Regions from separate parts of the Mus musculus genome. Here region 2 is linked to region 1. A link is a contact called in public HiChIP or PLAC-seq data. All regions are on one chromosome and are shown on one strand. Each heading gives the region's core, a stretch centred on a gene start, on an enhancer-like site or on the middle of the called end of the contact. The rest is flanking DNA. Distances are from core to core; before and after follow the strand shown. Region 1 holds the start of Mirt1 (myocardial infarction associated transcript 1). Region 2 holds the start of Shoc2 (Shoc2, leucine rich repeat scaffold protein).

Region 1 (5,957 bases), core at 2,020-4,519:
AAGCAGATAAGGGTACAGGCTTGACCTCAAAGAGGTGGGGTCTGGCTTTAGTACCGTGGGAGATGAAACCATTCCCTTTTGGAACTTCCTGAAGCCATCAGGTAAGCACTAAGGTCTTAGGATAAGAATCAAACACAGCCTTCTCTCTGTATAGTTATCTCTCTGTATCCACCAGGGATTGACCAGAGCCAAAGATAACAAAAAGTGCAGAGGCTCAAGTGCCTTGTATAAAATGGCCCAGTATTTATCTACGACTTACAGAACAATTTCTGTATTCTTTAGGACATTTGCAGATGGTTTATGACAGCTATGAAAACTGCAGCTTTCCGTTTTATTGTCACTGTGACCAAAACACCTGAGGTAACTTGAGAGAGGAAAGATTTATTTTTGCTCACAGTTTCGGGGGGTCCAGTCTGTGCTTGCTCAGCCCCATGCATTTGGTCAGAACATGACGGCAGCAGTAGCATATAAGAGAGGAGTTTCTTTATCTCATGATTTACAGGAAGCAGAGAACAAGAGTGAAAGTGAGAACAAGTATGAGAGCGAGCAGTGGCTTGGGGCATGAAACAGCCCCAAAGACATGCTTCCAGTGGCCTGCTTCTTTGGTTACTGCCCCACTTCCTAAAATAGTGCCACTCACTGAGAATAGTCAGCACATGAGCCTGCTGGGGATATTTCACAGTCAAGCCATAGCATCTACTTCTGACCATGTCCCCCACAAAGCTCATAACTTTGTAATGGAAAAAGCATTGTCAACGATTCCAACATTGTTCAAAAGTTGAGTTCAAAGACTCAAAACAAAGTCAATTTTTTTACCTGTAAAAACCAAACATCACCATTATCATCACCACCACCACCACCATCATAATAAATAATTTATATGTTTCCAAGTTACAGTGGTATAGAATAAACTCTCCCATTCCAGAAAAGAAAGAACAAGGGCATAGAAGGAGAATGGGACCAAATAAAGACCACCCCTAGCAGGGTAAACATTGAAGCCTGAGGCTTTGTGCATCACGTGCATCACTGAGGGATCACAGTGGTGGGATATGAGCTACCAAGGCTTTCAGTAACTCCACTCCTACAGTCCCTAGGCATCCCTATATGTAAAAGTTCTCTTGACATGTCAGTCTTTCTTAAAGTCTCTTTCTCTCTCTTTCTTAAAGTCTCTCTCTCTCTCTCCCTCCCCCCCTCTCTCTGTCTTTCTGTGTAACACTGGCTGTCCTGGAACCTGCTATGTAGACTAAGCTAGGTTTGAACTCAGAGATCTGCCTGGGTGTGATCTGAGAAATTTCTGAGATGCCCTCAAGCCATCTTTTCTATAATTCCTTGCCAAAATGTAACATGAATGGCCTCTAGTTCTGTTCCCAATGCAATCTTCATTTCTGCCTGAACAATGAGTATAAAACTCTTCATTGTCTACATTTCCAACAGCACTCACAACTCTGAGCTTCTGCTGGAATTGCTCTGGGCTCTGAATTAAAGCATTCTAGACTTTCTCTAGCATGCTTCTCCAAATGCTGCTACATCTCTTAAACAAACTAATTCCAAAAGCTTAAGTACCACCTGTCCTAGATTAGTAACAGCAACAACCCCACTCCTGGTACTAATTTTCTACTTTTAGCATATTATTACAAAACCACCTGGACAGCAATTTAAGGGAGGAAAGATTTAATTTGGTTTATGGCTTTCAGGAGTCTGTGGTTTCTTAGTCCCCCACACACATGCAGAGCATCACGACAGCAGAAATACATGACAGAGAAGTTTCTTTACCTCATGATGGAGAAGTTTCTTTACCTCATGATGGACAGGAATCACATGACCCCAGTGACATATGTCTCTTACTAGGCCTCATCTTTTGAAATTTCCATTTCTCAAAACTGGGCCATCAGATGGAAATGTTTAACAAATCAGCCTTCTTGGGAAGGGGATATTTTGTATTCAAATCATAACATATATACTTGTCAAATGTGTTGTTTGGGGAGTAAGGATGAGGAGAACAGCATATCTTTGTTGCAGATGATGTGATCTATTTCCCACCTTTATTGCAGATGTAATCTGTTTCCCGAGTGATTTCAGTCTGTGTCTGGTTGAATACCGTGATCCAGAACACACAGACATGGAGGGTGGCCTATACTAATGACTTATCATCAACTTACAGATTCCATGCTTCACATCGACCGAACTTGTGCTTCATAGCTGCACAAGGGTTCTCTCTTTATATTCTGCAAATCTTTGGGGACAATGGGTGCAAAGGGTCCCCAACCCCCTCTCTTCAAAATACAGTTCTGCTGTGCTGACTTCCAGGTACTGAGGTACAAAAGGAAATTGTTCTGACCAATAGAAACCTTCTCACTGGCATGTACTGTTTATTGGTTTTTACCTAAGAGGTAGTTCTGGCCAAAAGATGCCCTGGAGGGATATTTGAGCATCGGGTCCAGGTGAATCCCTGATCCTTCCTCCATTTCTATTTTCCTATCAATAAAGTATGTGTGTGGTTTGGGTTAAACATGACATGTAGATGTCCCTCCTGCTTTGACATCCTAGGAATCAGCTGCCCTGCCTCGAAGACCTGGGAAGCAGCCCAGAAGCTAGGAGGTCATGTCTTAGAGGAATTAGGGGTCTGGCCCAAGTCCATCACTCTATGATCAAGCCTACCTTTAACCAGGCTACTGGGCTCCAGGGCTACTATGGTCTTAGCTCTTAAACAATGATGTCCTCCAACAGCAGGGTCATACAAATGGTCTACCCAGGCATGAGGAGGCTTAGAGTCTGTAGGAAAATGACAAATAATAATAATAAACTTATCAGAGCAATGCTCAGCCATTGAGTCATTCTCATGACAAAGTCATCTCCAAGGAGTGGGGTGCCCTTGCTGCAGCCCCACCTTAGAATTGTACCCATGGTTGCCCCGTCACACTCTTCCTGTGGTCATGTGAGGGTTTTTCTTGCAAAGAAAGCTACTCTGAGAAAGGAAATGAGAAGAGGGAAGGTATCTTGGGTCAGGGAGGCGAGCCTCTGTTATCCAGTCTCACCAGCCAGGATGAAAAAACTCATGGAAATGTGGTCTCGGTGATGGGTCAGTTCATTTACCTCAGGCTGAAAATAGGTGTGTTTCCCCCAGCAGGTGACTCAGCAGGCCCAAGGAGTTCCTCTAGTAAGAGGAAGTGGGGTGCTCAAGGGCCCTGATTTCCCCTAGGTGCCACAACAACAGGAAGGGGCTGATAACAGAACCGTTGCTTGCATTTCACAACTTCCTGGGCCAGCTGACTTTCTCATGCTCTCTTCCCACAAGCCAACAGTTCCAAAGCCGTGAGATTTCTGCTTCTGCCAACCTAGAGCTGAACGGTGCACCATCTCAGTGACAGCTTCCTTGCAGGTTTTAAAGAGCGGCATAAGGGAGCATGTCTCAGAGTGTGTATGTGTGTATGTGTGTGTGTGGGGGGGGGGGGGGGTGTCCATGTGTATGTACAGATCTGACTGGTCCGGGGGAAAAAGCAGGCTGTGTGTTGCCCATCCTGAGGGCTCCCTTGGCCTCTGACCTCCTTCCCTGACTCCCACCCACCCACATACACTGTGGACTGAGGAGGGCAGCTGCCTCTCTGATCCTGCGCTGGGCTGTTCTGTACTCTAGGGAATTCCACATACCCCCTTCTCCTTGCCCTGTGCTCTTCAGAAAGCAGCAGTCTTAAGGTACCAGGTACTTCTCTGAGGCTCACTGGAAGCTGAGAATCAAGGCAGCTCCTTGAGAACAGAGCCTCATCTCTGGCATCTGTCCAGTTAGGTTGGCATAATTACACGAGGCAATGAGGAACACGAGAGACCTAATGTATGCTCCTAACTCTGCCATTTCTTGCTATGTGACCTTGAACACAGCAATTCCCTCTGGTCTCTCATTTCTCCTCCTTCTCCCTATTTGTCTTTTCTGTACATAGGGGTCAAATCTAAGATATGGTACAATGATTTGCCACTAAACTAAACCACATGCCCAGACCTGTGTGTGTGTGTGTGTGTGTGTGTGTGTGTGTGTGTGTGTGTGTAGAGAGAGAGAGAGAGAGAGAGAGAGAGAGAGAGAGACTTGTTCTTGATATGAGCCCACCTAACCTTGAACTCAAGGTCCTCCTACCCCATCACTCGAGGGCTAGGATTATATCTATCTCTACTTATTTATTTTTTTCAAAAAATTAATTTAATTTTAGGCTGGGCCTGGTATCTATGTATACATTCCAGAAACAGAAAAACAACTATGGAAGACTAAAGAAACCCATGTAGAGGCTGAGGGATGGCTGGGCAAGTCAAGGCACTTACCTCTTACATTTGATAGCTTGAGTTCTATCTCTAGAGTCTAGGATGGATGGACTCTCAAAAGTTGGTCCTCTACGCTACACAGACCTAGAGCCACTGCATGTGTGCACATACTCCTCTCTGACACACACAATGATGATGATGGTGTTGATGAAGGTGATGATGATGATGGTGGTGGTGGTGGCCGTGATGATGACGATGTCATCCAGTAAGTCTTAGTACTGCCTTCTAACAAAACCTTCCACATTTCTTCACCTTTGTCTCTAGGCTGACCTACTTTGACCAATGACTTTCAGGATTGTCCTCCTCCAAGCCAACTGCCACATGTGAACGCTAGCCTGCTGGAAAGGGCACACGGAGAATAGTGGTGTCATGAGTGATAGCCCCAACCAGTGACCAGTTGAGTGATGGAAGCCACCTTCCACAGGCAAGCCAATGAACCAAAAATTTGAGTGAGTTCAGCCTAAATTGCTTGAAGCAGAGATGAACCACCATGGTGAGCCTTGACCAAGTTGTCACCCATAGAACTGTGAAAAATTAAGTGATTCGTGTTTATTTATGTGTAAGTGGAGGGAAGCATGTGCCTGGTGCACATAGGTAGAGATAAGAGAACAATGAACGTTAGTGCTGGTCCTCAGGCACTTTGGGTCTTTCATTGGCCTAGAACTTTCCAGGCACATAAGGCTAACCAGCCCATGAGGCTACCAGGGCTCTGTCTGTCTCCTGTCTCCCATCCTGCTGATTCTGGGACCACAGATGTATCCCGCTATACTTGGCTTTTTATGTGGATTCTAGGGGCCAGAACTCATATCCTCAGATCTGCAAGGCTTGGTTGACTGAGCCATAATCCCAGCGCTGGCTATAATGAATCTTTTGTTTGTTTGTGAGCCCAGCCTGCAAGGGCTGAGCCATCTCCCATGCCTTGCTTATTTCGTGTTTTGTTTTTAGCTACTGAGTTTTGGGGGATGATTTCCTCTAATACCTATTGACTATTTCCAACGCGCTAAAAAACAGAGCTGAGTCTTAAGTACAGTCTCATTAGTCCCTGTGACAAGCACGTCATAGATTTATTAATCCTAATCTCTGCTCTTAGAGAGGACGATACTGATGCCAAGAAAAAGGGGTTGGGCGTTCAAGGTCAAAGAACAGGTGGGCAAGGGAATAGGAGCTGGCGAGCAGGCTGTGCCAGATGCAAGTCAAGTCCACAGTCAAGTCCTGATGTCACCCACAGAACCCAAACGATCCCGTTCTTGCTTTCATCCAGTTCATGGTTTGTGCAAGAGACTAATAAGGAAGAGACAGAAATCAACATGAATAGATACAATGCTCTGAGATAGGCAGGTGTTTGTTTGGTGAGGTCACAGGGCCAGAAATGTGGAGCAGTGAGCTGAGAACATATTCCTATAAGGTCTACGAGGTCAGGGCTGGGTCAGGCTTCCGTCAGCAGCAAAGTTAGACAGTGGTTGGGCTAGACTTGTTCCAAGGCTTGAATGGTCCACAGTCCCCCACTAATATCCTGGAAATACTGCACCAGAGGGTGGAGGTCCTGGATCTGAGGCTGTATCCATGATGAATAGCTTGATCCTAGAGGCCTCTTCTCCACTCTTCACAGAGTTCCGTCCCAGAGAATGTTCCCTGGAGTCCCTCATGGT
Region 2 (6,070 bases), core at 3,522-6,021, 480 kb before region 1:
TGAGCACTGCCAGCTACACAGACAGGCTCAGCCTTAACTCATCCCAGTTTGCTATGATTCAGCTGGTATGGCACTTGTCACATTGTGTACGCGTGACTTGTCCAATTCATGCAACAAACCATAACTTAAGGAAAGCAGGAAACAAGGAGTATTTACCTTACAAGCTAGAAATCCTGAAATAAAGTTAATTTCAAATTCTAGGAACTACTTGTATCAGAACAAGTCATTTAATCATTACTTCTAGAACATTAGTGAAAAAAGAATTTTAAAAGAAGGCATGGTAGCTCACTCTATAAAATCCCACACTCCAGAAGCTGAGGTGATGGGTTCAGTTGCAGGCCAGCCTATTACTTCAGAGTTTGAGGCTAACTTTGGCTACATAAGGTTGTGCCATCTCCCCAGCCCCAAATAAAAAATTTATCAGCTATAAAATTATATCATTAAAATGGTAGGCTTTCTGGATAGCAATGGAGGGTAAGTAATATACTGAAACATTAGAAATTCATAGTGTCATAAAGACATCACAAAAAAACAATTCATAAACCTCTCAGGTATACTACATGGGCTGATTTCACCCTTTGAACCATAGTTTAGATACAAGCAGTACGTTCATTCTTCCATAGAGAAGAGCCCTGACTTGTACAGAATTCGCTACTTTGTGTTATCATTTCTGACTAAGTTGTAATGAGGCAGTATGAAATCTAATTAGTTCTCTTTCAATCTTGACAATGAGAACTACATACTTACTCAAGAAATACATGTTATCATCTCAAAAGCTTAAGACCGCTTTGTAATTATAATATTCTTTTTATGTGTTCCAACTTTGCTTCACTGAACTAACAATGCCTTGCTAAAAAGTTGGGGACAGGGAGAATACATTGAATAAAACTATTTTACTTTAAAATAAGTACTTATTTTAGAGCACGCGTTCTTTTTCAGACGTAACAAATGTTTTCTCCACCCTGTTCTGAGTAACAAGCACATTTCAGATGCTATGCAACATGCCAAGCTCAAACATACTTGTAACTTATGAAACTGCACATTTTAAAGTCAAGTTTAGACAAGTAGATAAGAATATTGAGAGTTTAGTTCATTAAGAGAAAATCCTTGTAAAACAGATCTACAGGGCACAGCTTTGATGTGGTGTGGCGTGCTTACGGAAGCGCAGCAGTTGAGAGTAAGGTAAGACTAGCACATGGTTATGTTCATGCTTTGTTCATTAGCCTTAAATTATAAACTGTATAATACAAAATATCTAATGCACAGAATATGCTAAGTCTAACATTAAATAAGATTACCTACCAACCTAATTATTTACACGACTCATTTCAAGTATCGTTTTACATCTCACTCTGCTAAAATATACAGCCAAATCAATTCACTCACAAGAAAACATTCACCAACTCACTAATAGTCTAATAAAAACAAACACTGACACTTCCTGATATCCAACTCCCCTCCCTTAATTTAGATAAATTTGTAAACAAATTCCAGAAGTCTTACACCATGTCTAAGCAACAAAATTCAGAACTCACTGAGGGAACTTATCGGGTTGTTTTCTGGTTTAAATTCTGTCTTGGTTAAAGCAAAGGTTTTATGCTTCTTCATACGTGAAAGACACAAGAAGGACATAGCAACTGACCTCAGAGATGTTATTTCATTCCATCTTCACCCTCCAAATACTCATACCCTTACATCTACACACAAGAGGCCTAGTTCTTGTTCTGATCTAAAATGCCAAGAGTTCTTTTATATGTAAATTACCTTTTTAAAAACAAGAATCTTTCAAAAACATAATATACAAAACATTGTTAATTCAGCAAATTTTAAAAAATATGAATAAAATTATTACTTGCACAAAACAGCCCAATTTTATCCACAATTGATATTGATAATAGAAAACAAAACAAATTACATTTGAGGCTGGAAAGATGGCTCAGCAGTTTAAGAACATTATGGCTGCTCTTGTAGAGAAGCAGAGCTTTATTCCCAGCACACAGGTGGCCACTCACAAGCGTCTGTAACTCCAGTCCCTGGGTGTGTGACATCTCCTGGCCTCTGTCAAGTGTCCATGTGCTGCACATACACAAGCAAGGAAAAGCTCATGCACGTAAGGATAAACGCGCTCACATCTCAGCAACAGCCAGCAGCCACCCTGAGGTTAGCTCATATAGAATAGAATAGTGACTAGCTAGAAGAGGGAAAGCCATCGTCCTGAGACACATAAAGAACAGCTATCGATTGATTGATTGATTGATTGATTGATCAATCGCAGGACTAGGAAAATCAAACCCAGGGAATTGTACATGTTATGTAAACACTCTACTACTGAGCTACACCCTCAACCCAATGTGATAATATGTTAAATGAATTTCTACAAGCACATCAAAAATCATAATTTTCCTGTTCCTATTTAAAAATAAAGTACCTCAAATTTATGACTGGTTTGAAGTTCACATGCTGACTTATGATCTATACTTGCCACAATTACCAAAAACAGTTCTGATCTAATTTCTGATTATGACATCTAAGAAAAACAAAGTAAAATGTAATCCAGGTTGGAAATACTAATGTCTCTCTTTATACCATCTTTCAATACATACTAACTTCTGAGTAATGAAAGAAAAACACTGAGAATATCATAAAGGAAATGCCAAATGTGACAAATATAGTTTCTTCAGAAACTTAAGCATCAGGGATAAATGTACTTGGCTAGAGTGAGGTCAAGACTAACTTCAAACTGAGATTGCAAGAGTGTGATTTCATGTTACTTTTTTTTTTTTTTGGTTTTTAGAGACAGGGTTTCTCTGTATAGCCCTGGCTGTCCTGGAACTCACTTTGTAGACTAGGCTGGCCTCGAACTCAGAAATCCGCCTGCCTCTGCCTCCTGAGTGCTGGGATTAAAGGGGTGTGCCACTACGCCCGGAATATCATGTTACCTTTAAGTTACATTTAGTCCTTTAAAAGGTAGAAACCTTAAACAAAACCCTTTATTTCTGTCTCTTTTACTTTGCAAATGCATACTCAAACTAAAATAAAAATACTTTATGTCTTAATAAGTTTGGAAGACTTCTCACTGAGAAAGTTTTGAGTGTGCAGCCTAAACCCGTGGTGGTGAATGACTGACGAACGTACGCATTTAGGTAGTTTATCTTTAACTCTCATATGAAAAATAAAAACATTTGAAGAATTCAAATATAGTTGCAATTTAATTTGTAGAGTTGGTGAACATTACAAATTGTGAATAGCTAAACCTCTAAGTTTCTTCAAATACATAGCAAAGAACAGTTACAAAGGCAATGCCAGGGAGGGGTGACTGAAGGAATGAGTGTACTAGTAAACGCAGGTCTTTAAAAATCAAACATCTTTGTCAGGGCTGATGACTTACACACAAAAACACTTGCTTGCACAAGTCTACCATTCGATTCTGAAAAACAGCTAAGTTTTTGATTCGGCAATCCTTCCGGGTAGATGCTAGAACTTCTGACATCCACAAAGAGTGTACGCGATTACACCGGTGTAAGCTCCCAGATTAACCATCCTGCTGCAGACCAATGTACCACACAGTCCACATTTGCAAGCTGATTTTTTACTTCCCTTGAGTCCTCAAAAATACTTGTGGGGATAGGTCGCAAAACAGGGTTTCCTCTTTTATTTTCATCACCTTCATAATGATACAAACCAATGGGAAGAAAATCGAATCTCCCAAATGTAAAGGTGAGATGAGATGAAAAAAAAAAAAAAAAAAAAAAAAACACACCCCAAAAGCATCTTCTTTCCGATTCCCAAATAGACAAGCAATTCCACCTGTTTGTAAACCCCCCACTTGCACTGTTAACACAAACCTCTGCGGAGAGGGACGGGGGAGCGAGGGGAGAGGGAGAGAGAGAGAGAGGCGGGCGAATTACTGCTTTGGAGTCCTTATTCTTCTACCTAGGCATGGGGGAGGGGATGGTACAAAACAATGGATACCGAGGGGCTAGGGGGAAAATCTTTTTGCCCTGCAGCCTCCTGCGTTCCGAGCTGGGGGCGGGGAGTTACACTACTTTTCCTCCAGCCCTCAAAGCCGACACGGAGATTGCCACCAGGCGTGTTTAGCAGGGCGGTCTCTGCGGCCACAACTCCTTTCACTCGGCAACACACCCAACGCCGAACCCACCACTCGTCCCGCAGGGTCTGCGAGGAGGAGACCGCTCAGCGCCGAGGACTTTGGGGTGGAGGCGCAGAGACCCCACCCCACAGCCCTACGGCCGCGCCCGCCCTCCCGCCCGCCCGCCCGCCCGGCGCCAAGCGTCCTCGCGACCCGGGCAGCCCCGCAGTCCCGGCCGGGAGGCGCCGAGAGACCGGAGCAGCCGGAGCGCGACTGACTCGCCGCCCCGGGCCCGCGCCCGCGCCCCGGCGCTGTCCCGGCCGCCCGCTCCGCAGTAGGCCCGGCCCGGCGCTGTCAGGGGGCAGCCTGCCGCTCCCCGTGTCCCGCCCGCCGGCCCCGCGCGGGCAGCGGCTCCGAGGCTCCGGCGCCCCGGGCCGTGGCACCCCGGAAAGCGGCCGCGGCGCCTCCCAGGGCCCCGACCCCTCAGGCCTCGCCCCGGCTCCGGCGGCTCGCGCCTGTCAGGACGTGTGGGCCTCCCCTTACCGACGGCCGGCCGGGCCCCCCGACAGGCAGGAAAGCAGAGAACCGGCCCACGGGCGCTCCTGTGCCGCTCCCGCCCCAGGCTGCCGTCCGGAGCCCGGACTCCACCATCCCTGCTCACCTCCTTCCTCCTCCTCGTCCTCCGCTCCCCGAGCGACGCTCCCCTGCCACCGCCCCCCCGCCCCTCCCCCACTCGCCCCGCCCCTCCACACACTCTGGCTCCAATCGCCCCGCCCCAGCCCCCTTGAGCGAGCCTGGGCATTCGCTAGGGAGGAGGGATGGGCGGAGCCAGAGCAAAAGCAGTCACCCAATCAGAGGGAAACCTTGGCGCCAGCTTCCCTGTCCCCGCCCTTTTCCTTTCCTCCGCGGCAGTGCGCGGTCTCCCGCCCACTGGGCGCCGCTGGCTAGCTCCGCCACAGAGAAAAGCCTCCAGCCGGGTAGAGAAACGACTCCCAGTCGGAAGTTACGGTTGAAGCCCAGGCAGCCATAATTGATGATGGCAGGAGGCGTTTCCTGTCACCCGTTTGACGTACGTTTTTCCTGCTTTTGGTTCCCCGTTACCCCAGGCAACAGCAGAGCGGTCTGGAAAGGGATGCACCTGTAAGTATACTTACGGAGGATGTGCACACACACAGTCCACACTGGGCGAGTTAATTCGCGATCGGGAACTGCCGGTTTGCTTGCCAGACCCTTTACGGAGCCCCTGATCGCTTACCTAGAACTACAGTTTAGGGCTTCAAAACTCCCTCGCACCGGAAGTTGCGCTTGCACTTCCTAGTAGGGTCATGGCCAGGAGGTGGGAGTAGCCGGACCCCGCCTGCGCCCCAGGGGGTGCCTCCTCTCCCAGAGCTGACGAGTGAGGTAAGTGTCCCTGACGCCCTACAGCAGGGCCGGCCAGGCCGGATGAACCGCAGGGAGGGAGCTGGGAGAAGACTAAGCGGAGGCCCCGGGCCGCTTCCGCTGGCAGAGGGTTTCCTTTCCGGCTGGTGGGGCGGTGGCCAGCCTTCCCTCCGCCCCTCTGAGGTTCCCTGTAGGGCGAGGCAGCCGGATCGGCCGCCGGGCGAGGCCAGGCCCGCAGTCCCTAGGTCTGCACAGTGGGGCACGGTGCACGCCTCCTCGAGTTCCTGTCGAGTACAGTACTTTCACTCCCTGGCCTTTAGAAACTCCAAATTTTGGGAACCAAAGAAACCGGTTTCCACCCCAGCTATCAAAGAAAAAGATGACTTCCCTGAGCCAACCCGCAAAGCAAAACCTTCCCTTTCATCTTTGATTTTTCTTCCCTTTCTGTCCTGCCTCCCCTTTCTGAGCTCTATGTAAGCTTCAACTAGAAGTCTGGGTTAGGGTATATTGAAGTAGTTAGTCCTGGGTGTTTACGATTGTGAATATCCTTTTAAAGGACATTTTAAAAATATTTAAAATGCTTTATGTGTCTCCAAGACA

What was found. HiChIP or PLAC-seq counts read pairs in DNA pulled down with a chosen protein or histone mark.
Region 2: an HNF4G HiChIP or PLAC-seq map of pancreatic cancer cells shows a contact between it and region 1. The contact joins the promoter of Shoc2 here to the promoter of Mirt1 in region 1. A contact is called at or near these places in 1 of 484 Hi-C or Micro-C datasets (CD4 T cells) and 2 of 115 datasets of contacts at active chromatin or transcription factors (extraembryonic endoderm stem cells and pancreatic cancer cells).

Annotation. Positions count from the first base shown.
Region 1 is chr19:53,462,108-53,468,064 of GRCm38.p6, reverse strand. Mirt1 (myocardial infarction associated transcript 1) reads left to right here and starts at 3,269. Exons shown (of 10, transcript NR_028427.1): 1 at 3,269-3,379; 2 at 4,573-4,757. 4833407H14Rik (RIKEN cDNA 4833407H14 gene) reads right to left here. Exons shown (of 2, transcript NR_167900.1): 2 at 5,334-5,957.
Region 2 is chr19:53,943,577-53,949,646 of GRCm38.p6, reverse strand. Shoc2 (Shoc2, leucine rich repeat scaffold protein) reads right to left here and starts at 4,771. Exons shown (of 9, transcript NM_019658.6): 1 at 4,634-4,771. Bbip1 (BBSome interacting protein 1) reads left to right here and starts at 5,020. Exons shown (of 4, transcript NM_001195338.1): 1 at 5,020-5,491; 2 at 6,068-6,070.